Regions from separate parts of the Mus musculus genome. Here region 1 is linked to region 2. The links are chromatin contacts, called in public HiChIP or PLAC-seq maps. All regions are on one chromosome and are shown on one strand. The core of a region is the stretch at or near the end of the contact, and the rest is flanking DNA. Distances in the headings are between cores, read along the strand shown.

Region 1 (5,368 bases), core at 902-3,401, 630 kb after region 2:
AAACATGCATGCATGAACAAGCACACATTCATGCATACATGTACACACAGAGCTCTTCAGTCTGAATCCCAGTTTTCATGTAATTTCAGCAAGTCCCAGCTCCCTAGGAACAGGCTCACCATGAGAATAGTCTTGAAGTTAACAAAGAAACTCTCTATTATTGGCTGGCAGAGGGGTGGACAAGCCAGGGCCCTCTTCCCTCAGGACATGCATACAAGTGCGGACTCTGGGGCCTTCCATGGCCCTCAGCTACAAGCACAGCCCTCCCAAGAGGAACAGCTTCACTCACAAGTGTGCCCGTGCTTCCCTTCTCCCTTTAATGGACACACAACCTCATTACCCTTTAGTCTGGGGCTAGGGCATAAAAGAACTATTGTTTCTGTAGGCTGGGTTACTGTTATTTTTTAACTAGCAACAACTCTGCAGTATTACAACTCCTGAAAGGACAAAAATAAGAAACCTTACAATACACAGATCACACGCTGGGCTGGCAGACTCTTCACCCTATGAGTAGAAACAGTTATCTTCCAAGGATAGACCCCTAAGCAGCTCTCAGCTCACCAGCCATGAAAATGTGGGCCTGCTTCACAACCCAGCCTGCATGCTTCATGCTGCTCTTCAACGCACTGCCCTTCCTGTGCACTTCTGTCAAATCTGATAGGGAAATCGGGGCCTGGTCTGAGTCAGTAACCCACAGCAGGGCTCTGTGTGGAAAGGCCCTGCAGTAGATGCGTATTGCTCCCAGTGACGTGAGAAGCCAGTCTGTTCTTGTGTTGAGCAAACTGGATTAAGATAACTTCCCTCGGGGCTTGGAGATTTCACAAGAACTATCACATCCTGAACCAGCACCCCTTGAGGAACACAGCTTCAAAACGTTAGGGCCACCAGGACTCGGCAGGCCTAACCGGTGTGTCTGGGCCAGGCCACACGTGTCACTGCAGTAGCTGTGCTCACACATCTGGAAGCCGTACCCAGAAGAGCCGAGCTTTGTAAGGGTTAAATCAGGTAGTACATGAGATGATCGAACGAGCAATACGGAACTTTCCTTTGGCATTTTAGTAGAGGGATGCAGCTAAGAGGTCCAGCTCACAAGTGAGAGGCATACACGGATGTGTCAAAAAAAGATACCTTTGCCTTGTGCCTCCCATCTCCGCACACTTGAATGAGCACCTGCAAATATATTCTGATTACTTCTCCATTCAAGGGCCTCCACGCGGGACCTGTGCTGTCGCTGGTGAGCACAGGTTTCTGTAGGTCTTCCCTGGTTGTGAACTGGCAGCTGGGTGTGTAAGAGTGGCTATCAAACTCCGATGGTCACTTAAAAACTCACTGGAGACTCACCGTGGACAAAATACAGCAAGACCTCTTTAAGGGTGATTTGCAAGCATGCACCTCAACTTCTACAGGGCCACAAAGACAACCTGCTACAAGCATTTTCCAGGGACAGACACGCTGCAGAGAGCCTTCGTGAGAGGAGCAGTATGTGGTATTTCGGTGACACACGAACCTCAGGGTGTATCCCACGGACGTGGGGTTCTCTACTCAGACACTTTCAAAAGGTCCCTTCTCTCTGCTGTCCAGTGAGAGACATTTATTACTTCCTTCCGCAGGCACTGCTGTGGATTGGCTACCTGCATTTGGCGACACTGGGGTGGTTATGACTAAGGAGCACGGCCCTTGGCCTTCCACTTGGCACAGCAGCGAGGTGTACTGTGCAAGCTGGTGTAGGAGCTGCAGCATGCTATAAACCTGTAGATCCAACCAGAGCAAGAATGAAGGTGTCTTGCACAGGGTAGGAGAAGGTCTATTTTCAAGGGGAATTGGTAAGCCCTAAGGCTTTAGCAATGCAGGCTGCAGAAGGCCCACAGAGGGCGGACATTACACTTGTCTTTGAGAACAATCCTTTTTGCTCACTCTACAGCCAGGCAGAGGGCAATTATGGAACTCAAACTACATCATTCTACTCTTTCCTATGTGGTCTAACTTTAAGCCAGAGGTACCTTTCATCAGACAAGAAGCCAAGGGCGTAGGCGGTGCCATTTCCAAAATATTGATCACTCAGGTTAACAAACTGGGAATGCTGTCCCAGCAGGCCCACACAGGATGGTTTACAAGAGATTTAACAACTCAACAAAGAGAAGCCCAGTGACTCAGCAGTCAAGATTCTAACCACTGCGATGTCCAAGTTAATGACTGCAATGCCCCTCAGGGAGCCTGGAACAGCAGAGGCCTCAAAGCTGATCCTCGAACCAGGATGGTGTGGGCCAGGTCTGTGAGCGGGTCAGCTTGGAAAAGAATACTATCTGCAGACCACATGAGGGCCAAGTGCCATTTTCTTTTTACTATTACCATGTTTCATTATCCAAATGTCAGGCTTCATCATGCCATCTCCACACAAGTAATGAGTATGTGGCCAGTGCTCACCACCCACCCCTCCCCCTTCCACATCCCCTTCCCAAACGCTCCCTTTCTCGTTCTGTGTCTCCTGTGTAAATGTGTGCATTGGATCTTGGTTTGCTTGCTTGTTTTGGATAGCCCAGACAGGGTTTCCCTGTGGACTCCTAGCTGACCTGGAACTTGGCTCTGGAGACCAAACTGACCTACAATGCACAAGATCCACCTGCCTCAGCTTCCCCAGTGGCTGGGCTTAAAGATGTACACTACCACATCCCACTGTTGAGTTTTGCTTTTCACTTGAGATTCCTTATATGGCAGGGAACATGCAGTACAAGTTGTCCTGAGTCTGGCTTGTTTGACTTAACACGACAACCCTCCATTCTATCCACTACTCTCACAATGTCCAAAGTCCATTCCTCTTGTAGTTCACGCCCTTCAACGTAATTTCCAAACAAGAATGGAGCGTCTGTCGGGAAGATCACTGGGCACTGGGATTAACATCTGAAGATGGTGACTGGTAAAAGAAATAGTGAGAAGCAGCCGTGATTATGTTACAGTCTGTGTTAACAGCCTTTGGGGCGGGGAACCCAGGTTCAGGATTAAGGTAGGGAGGAGGAGGAGGAGGAGGAGGAAGATGTGTCAAGACCCACACAAGGTGAAATCCAAAGTGCAGCAGTAAAGCCGTGGCACCATAAAGTACTAGCAGCTTCCCAAACTTGTGTGGCCACAGGCCTAAGGAGCGGGGCCAGTGCTTTAAGCAGTATCAGGGTCCCCATCAGATCACAGGCGCAGCGGAAGTGTTTAGAAAGTGGCTTACTGCATTTAGGCTGGCGAAGAGCCTCCCAGGTCAGTGTTTGAGAAAGCCTAATTACAGAGTAGCTATAATTCACCCTCTTCCCCCAGAGAACCTGGGAGCCCAATGGCCACCGCCCTATAGCTTGGTTGGCGGTGGGTTACACACCCAGTTTCTGCAGTGAAGAAACCTGCAGGAGTCTGTGAGTTTCCTCACACAAAAGTTCCATCTAAGGGCAGAACTGCAGCGAGGCTCACAATGTACCCAACTCCAGGGAGAAGACAGCACCTCGCTCTGAAGGGCTGGCCCTGGTCTCTGCAGAGGGAGGGGTTTCCCTCTCCTTTAAGCCCTGCTCCTCAGGAGTATCAGCCTGCGGAGTGCCAGGACATATATGTTACCCTCTGTCAAGGGTCATAAAGGGATCTCTCAAACGATGGCACCTTTTGCCTGGGATTAAAGGGACAAACAGTGTAGGTCCTGGATTAGGAAGATGCAGGTGTCTCCTCTACTGCTCCTTACACAGCCTTGAGCAAGCACTTTAACCCTTTCAGAGGGTTAGCTTTGAGATCTGTGAAAACTAAGAAAGAGAAAGCTGTGCATAGCAGCACAGATCTGCAATGCCAGCACTTGGAGTTGAGGCAGGAGGATCATCTGTAGCACACAGAATTACTGTCTCAAATCAAACCGTTCTCTCTCCTTTTTCTCTAGCACACGTCCCCACTCCCAATCCCACCCTGAAACTTTAAATAAATGTCTCCCTTTCCTGATGTGAGTGGCTGGCACAGCTAGTGTTTCAGATAAGAATCTACATTGTAAGCATCTACATACAATCAGGATGATTAAGATCAGAGAATGACTGCAACAGAACTGGGTGTTAGTAACCAAAGGCTGCTGGTAGTTCTGGAAGTTTCTGTGGAGGTCAAGGCCAGGCTGAGGGATGTCAAGACAGGGGGGAATCAAGAGTTGGATAAAAGAGATTAAGATCTGAAACAAACGAAGGTACTCTGGTCATTTCGACCCACCCACTCAGGCCTCCTGTTTCACTGGTTCATGATACGACTCCAGGGGCTGGAGGAACGACTTCAGTGTAAGTCAATCATAAGCCGAAGGAACAGGTACCAGACAGAAAGACAAGGCATAACTTGGGCAAACCCAGGAGGTGCCAGTCCCTGTAAGCCATGCACGTGGGAGGGACATGCCATGTCTTTTGCAACTAGATTAGCCAATGGCAATGAAACGTGGTCTTACGGTCTATATCTCCAGAGCAGACCTCCTACAATCAACCAGGGCATTCACCAGCAATGCTGTAGAACACTAGCAGAAGACCTAGCAGAGAATGCACCATGTCTGACCCTGGCCCTGACCCTGTAATCCACTTGCAGGATGAACTGTACAGCACGAGGCAGCACCCCTGCTGGAGCTCGAGTTGCGCTGTCAGAGCACAGACGTCACTCTGGATGGGGTGGGCCCGAGTGGCCGACCGACTGGGCAGAAGATGCTTCCAGGGGGACAAGGCTCTGAGCTAGACTCCCAGAGGGCCGTCGGGGCAGGTGGGGAAGGAACCGCAGGGAGGGAATGGGAGAGTTGTCCAAGCTGACAAATGGGGTATCTGATTTGGGTGGAGAAGGAGAAAAGCTTGTACCCCACAGAGGCCCTTCAGCCCCACACTGGTTCTTGTCCTCTTTCCTGACTCCTTTTAGAAGGCAAAGTCACTGTGTCACCAGCCCCCAAAACACACTCACAGTGGAGAGACTTTTAAAGCACAACTAAGACAAAGAAATGTTCCTTGTAACTGTAAGGACATTTGGCCTCACCAAAAAAAAAAAAAAAAAAAAAAAAAAATGGCGGAGGAAGAGAGCAGGCAAAGCCTCCAGCCCAAATCTGTCCACTTGACAGATGCAGTCATGTTAAGGTCCTACTGTAGGAAAAGAAATAAAAGCCAAGGTAGGGGCTCAGCAGTTAAGAGCACTGGCTACTTTCTCAGGCCTGTGGCCTAGTAGTTCCCTGTACCCAAGTCTGCATCCAGGAAGAAGGATTCCAGGAAGCTCTTTTGTTTTAGCAGGCCTTCCTTTAAAAAACAAAATTACCATAAATGACCTGTCTTAGACATTTAGACAAGACAGGTGTGGGGGACAGGGACACTGTTACTGTTTTCCAGAACCATGCCAGCAACTGAAC
Region 2 (5,823 bases), core at 1,867-4,366:
ATCGGAGGGTGCTGTGAGCATGAAGGGAGGGCAAGCTTCTGGAAGTTGGTAGTACCTACACTAATAGGCTCAAAGAAAAGCATGACACCCCCATAAAAACTTAACAAAAATTTAAGCATTCTTTTTTTGTTAAAATGTATCACACTGTGGCCTTATATGTGTCCCTTTCTGTATGTAACATTTCAGTACAAATTTTATTTTAAAAATATACCCTTTTCTAATAAGGAACAAAATCTAATGATTACAAGAAACCAAGAGGAAATAACTAATTTTGAAGTGAAATTTGACCAGTGTCCTCACTGAATTAAATTAAGCAAGACTAATCTCTTCAGTATCATCTCTTCTATTCAACCTTGTTCTGTTAAATTTCAGCTAAAACTTGAATAGGATAAACAAAAAAATGTATTTGCTGGGGAGCTGGAGAGATTAAGAGCACTTGATTAAGACCCTGATTTGTTTCTCAGCACCCACATGGCAGCTCACAATTGTCTATAGCTCCAGTTCTAGAGGCTCTGACTTCTTTTTCTGACCCACTTAGGCAACTTGGTATACACATAGTGTACGTACATTTAGGCAGTCATACACATAGAGAAATAATCTTTAAAAAAACCAATTTTCTGGATTGCACCCTGGGGAAGCAGAGAAAGAAGATCAGGAGTTTGAGGCTTGTCTAGATGTGGTGGTGCACGCCTTTAATCCTTTCACTGGAGAGACATAAACAGGTTTTTAAGCATTTAAGGCTAGTCTGATCTAAAGACTGTATTTCAGGTCAGCCAACTCTATATAGTGAGATCCTGCCTCTAGAGAGCTGAAGGCTGGCCCAGACTGTATACTGAGACCCCGTCTGAATAAGAAGATAGGAAGGCAGTGGTGCTTTGAGGTGTGTGGTTCAGTTGGTAGCACACTTGCCTTTCATCCATCCCTACACTGTGAAAGTGGACATGGTGACCCTATCTGTAATCCTAGCGCTCTGAAAGTAGGAGTAGGAGGGTCAGTAGCTTAAATCATCCTGGGCTACTTAAGACCCTGTCTCAGGACAAGATCAAAATACACACTTTCATACGCATATTTAGGATTGTAAATAGTCCAGTAATATAGCTCTACAGTAGTTATATTTGTAAATATTTGAAATGCATGTTTCTTTGACCCAAAAATTCTATTTCTAGATTTATTCATACATTTTCATAGGAATATGTAGAAGAAACTTTAGTCCAGTATTACTTGTAATAATGAGAATATTGGAAATGACCTAGTAATCTGTTGCATAATCTCAGAGAACTAGCTGGTTTCTGCTACAAAATCAAACCCACCTCCCTAGTTACCATAACTCCTGTTTACCCCTGAGTTAGAACAGATGCTTGCCTCGGGAAAGAAAATGGCTCAGCTGTCCAGGTCCCACAGCTACGTGTATGTGTCTTCTGATGTTCAGATCACCTCAGCATGCAGGGTCATTTGTCATTCCTCACTTACACACACATTTTTACATTCCGTGGTGTGTGTGTGTGTGTGTGTGTGTGTGTGTGTGTGTGTGTGTGTGTGTGTGTTGTATGTTCCAGGAGTTGGATGCTGGTCTTTAGGCTTGGCTCTGTGAATCTTTACTTCTGAGCTCACTCTGAAACCTACTCCTCTGTTTTCTAGTGAGAGTTTTGGAAGCAGGCAATCCAAACCTGTGGATGATTGTATCAGGGGAAAACTTGGTGGAGGACTCAGAGACTTTAGACTAAAACTAAATTTCATTTTGTCAAGGTCAAGGAGCTGGCCACATGTGCTTGGCTTCTGCCCTGACACATTCCTGTGGTTTTTTAAAAATGAAATGGGAGTCGGGCGTGGTAGCGCATGCCTTTAATCCCAGCACTTGGAAGGCAGAGGCAGGCAGATTTCTAAGTTCGAGGCCAGCCTGGTCTACAGAGTGAGTTCCAGGACAGCCAGGGCTACACAGAGAAACCCTGTCTCAAAAAACCAAAAAAAAGAAAAAGAAAAGAAAGAAATGGGTTTCTGCTATTCGGGAGTCACTCTTGGGCTATAGGAAGGGGTTCTGTGGAGAGAGAACTTAACTCTGTCAGCTCTAAAGGCTCCTTGACAGAAGGTTCAGCATTGATCAGGTACTGATCACATGCTCTTACCCAGCCATTTAATTAGACTAGATCCGGAGAACAGCAGAAGTTAGCAGTTAGATTAACTCAGCACTATCTGGGAGACACAGGAGCTACAAACTTAAAGTTTTGTAGCAGCCACATGAAAAACAAGACATTATGTTAATATTTTTATTTAACCCATATCATTTTATCATATCATTAACGTAGAACTGGTAATTTTACTTTTTCTGTTTGGTTGGTTGGTTGGTTTTTTTTGTTTTGTTTTGTTTTTTTGAGACACAGTTTCTCTGTGTAGCCCTGGCTGTCCTGGAACTCACTTTGCAGATCAGGCTGGCCTTGAACTCAGAAATCTGCCTGCCTCTGCTTCCCAAGTATGGGGATTAAAGGCATGCACCACCACTCCCCAACAATTTTACATTCTTTTAGGGATGCTAAATTTTTGAACACAAATTCCCGTTGGGCCCAGCCACATTTCAAGTATAGCCAGGAATTACTGCATTATGTTGGGCAGAGCTAGGCTGTAAGCCCCAGAGACAGTGTCACTGGCCCAGAACCTGTCACAATAACAGTTCACAGCTGTTGTCCAGTAATTTTTGGGCTTAGAATGAATGAATGGGTACATTTTATGTCAAATCATCTTTTCATTTTGCCGTAGTGTTTGATCCACATGTTATGTTCATCACCAAGATGGCGGTAAGCCTAGACCATGTTTTCTGCTCTGTGTCCATTGAAAGTTCTAGAATGCTACTGTCATTCTTTTCACATTTTCCCAATATGTAAAACCTAAACAAAAAACATGAGAGTCTTCCTTCCTGACCAGTGAGCATAGCAACTGTTTTACGTTTGTCTTGCTAATTCCTAGATGCATGTACCTTGCAAAGATCATTTACACAATCTAGCCATCCCCTAGTCACACTTGCCCTCTCCCCCTTCTATTCTTTTGGTGCTGGAGTTTGAAGCCAGGCTTCCCACATGCTCAGCACCTGCTCGCTGTTGAGCTCCACACCATCTATCTTGGAAATACTGTGTCAGAGTCCACAGAGCTGGTCATTGTTTTAATCATCCCTGCCACTGTTTACTTTGGCCTAAAGTTAAACCCAGGGAAACTTTTAGATATGTTGTATTTTCCGGCTGTGTCAGGTGATGTGGGTAATGCAGGATAATTGTACATGCTGTTTGCCTTTGAGGAACTTTTACTCTGTTTGCAATAAAAAACAAACAGATGAAACGAGTGGAGAGGAATCAGTTACAAACCAGCTCCATTCTCAACCCCCTTCAGTGTCTCATGTGAGCCTCACACTAGGTTACAGGAACGTGGGTGCACCTGCATTTCTCTTTCCTCACATAGCTCCCCACTACCTGGGAAGATAGACGTGTAAGCCAGTGAGCGTTCAACAATAGCACATCTGCGAGGTACAGTGGTACCTCCCCAGCACAGATGAGGAGACAGATTCAGTGGAAGGTTGTGTCTACACCAAGGTCCTGGACGAAAGAACTAGGATGTCCTGGGAGCCCTTGCTCGGTCTCCCATAGCTTACTCTCCTGTTTTCAGTGAGCCAGACAGAAACTTAATTCTTCACTTACACCAAATCATAAATCAGTTGTCAATGCCTAGTTGCCTGAATTCTACTTGCCTGGTATTGGACTCATATTTACAAAATACAGTATTCCCATCTCGATAACTTTAGGTCTGCCCTAACATTGAACGGAGGCTGCTGATCCAGAAGAACCTAAAGGGACATATGGTAGACTTGAGAGCATTTCTACACTGGAGAATTAGAGAGCAGGTCGCCTAGGCCAAGGTCAAAGGAAGGACTCCAGGCTTGCTGGGCAGTGAGGCTAATAGCTCTAGTGAGTAAGTGAAAGGAAGTGGTTTAGCATCAGAGGGCTCTGAGATGCTTAACCTAGGCCTTAAAGAGCTGTCAGTGATTTACACACAGGACTGACAGGACAAGAGCGACTAAAAGATACATTGTTGCTTTGTTTTTCAGGTACTCTATTTCTGTGCATAGCATCTTAATTCTTGTTCCAAAGTTTATCATGTAAAGTAGAGTTTTTGCTTAAAAAGACACAAAAGGCCTTATTAGGTTGGTAATAAATACTAATTAGTAAAGCATATTAGGTGTCTGGCAGTGTGCTAAGTACTGGTGGACATTATACTATCATCAGTAGCACATAAAATAGAGATATCTTTAGGGTAGTAACAAATGTAGTGTCATCGTAGTCCATATCCTATTGCAGCTTGTTTGGTTCTGTAACTATTTAAGGACTTCTGGAGACCTGTGTAAGAAGTTGTAAGGATAATTGAAATATAAAGAAGTGGATTTTTTTTCTCCCTTTAAACTGATCTCAAAATTAGTTTAAATGAATTATGTATATAATTCAGTCATTTACTTATTGTATACCAGGTATTTAGCCAAGGGCCTTAAATATGCTAGGCAAGTACTCTACTCACTGGAGCTATATCCCCAAATTGCCTAGGTTGTTCTTGAACTTATGCTGTGAGCCCAGGCAGGCCCTGAGATGATGGGTCTCCTACCTCAGCCTCCTGAGGACTTTTGATTCCAGGCTTGTGCCACAGGTCTAGCTGGTGACGGAACTGAAACCTCAGGCTGTAGCTCAGTGATAGAATGCTTGCTAACTATGCATAAGGCAAGCTGGATTCTTGCTATCATAAAGAAAAATATTTAAAATCTATAACTTGCTTCCTTCCTATTTGACAAACTTTGTCCTTTTCAGGGAGGGTTGTGGGGAAGGGTCCTGGAGTCCTATCCAGAAAATGCTGTCTTTACCCATATCATGGAGTATTTCAGAGGTCAGGTCTTACCTACAGTTTTTTTAATTTTTGATCATTTTGAGTTTAAATTTTTTTCATAATAGCTTTTCTTAGTAATAGCCTTAAACAGAATATAAGATGTCCTTTGGGATAAATGCAGGATTTTCTTTGAAAAGTTTTGGAATGGTATTCAAAGTTTAATTTTGCTCTGAGCACACAAGAGCCAGTTTTCTTTTTAAGCGTATAATTACATGTATGTGTTTATTTAGACATGACTCACACATGTTTGTGATTGCTCTCTCCAACAGTCACAGTTTAATCTAGCTTGCCTCTGCTCTCACCTAAAGAGGAAGAGATCTGATCTCTGACCTTAGCGTCTGAAGCACTAGGCCTCTCTTGCTTCTCTTGAATTCCATATCGTCAGTCATTTTCTTGAGTTTATCATGCTGTGTCACCTCTCCTGGGAAGAATCTTTTAGTCTTTGAAATTTAAAAATCGTAGGAAATAAAAATGGAGACTAACTCCCTAAAATCCTAAGTAGTCTGTGTAAGTGCATACAATAAGCGAGGTAAATGACATACATGTGTATTAGGAATCACCCCCCCCCCCCCACTCCCTTTGGAAGTTCAGATGGTTGTTACTAATTCTGTTTATGCTCCTCATCTGAAGCCATTTTTGGAAAACCATCCTCTTCTTCTTTAGGCCACAGACCTCCCCCAGCCCGCAGTGGACACCGTTGTGTGGCAGACAATACCAATCTCTATGTGTTTGGAGGGTATAACCCAGACTATGATGAATCGGGAGGGCCGGATAACGAAGACTACCCTCTCTTCAGGGAGCTTTGGCGGTATCATTTTGCAACAGGCGTGTGGCACCAGATGGGTACAGATGGCTACATGCCCCGGGAATTGGCATCAATGTCACGTAAGTACCAGCAGTTTTGAAGTTTTG

Evidence for each region. HiChIP or PLAC-seq counts read pairs in DNA pulled down with a chosen protein or histone mark.
Region 1: a FOXA1 HiChIP or PLAC-seq map of pancreatic cancer cells shows a contact between it and region 2. The contact joins two enhancer-like sites. A contact is called at or near these places in 3 of 39 promoter capture datasets (the C10 cell line, cranial neural crest and second pharyngeal arch cranial neural crest) and 1 of 115 datasets of contacts at active chromatin or transcription factors (pancreatic cancer cells).

Annotation. Positions count from the first base shown.
Region 1 is chr6:31,064,875-31,070,242 of GRCm38.p6, forward strand. No RefSeq gene overlaps it. Among named protein-coding and RNA genes, the nearest start is that of Mir29b-1, 4.5 kb to the left of the region's middle. Within about 2 kb of position 2,152, at least 33 of the 459 cell types and tissues checked have an H3K27ac peak or open chromatin away from gene starts, as enhancers often do. A contact at or near this core is called in pancreatic cancer cells, where this site is marked.
Region 2 is chr6:30,434,070-30,439,892 of GRCm38.p6, forward strand. It overlaps Klhdc10 (kelch domain containing 10), which reads left to right. Exons shown (of 10, transcript NM_029742.3): 3 at 5,575-5,796. Among named protein-coding and RNA genes, the nearest start is that of 1700012C14Rik, 24 kb to the right of the region's middle. Within about 2 kb of position 3,117, at least 13 of the 459 cell types and tissues checked have an H3K27ac peak or open chromatin away from gene starts, as enhancers often do. A contact at or near this core is called in pancreatic cancer cells, where this site is marked.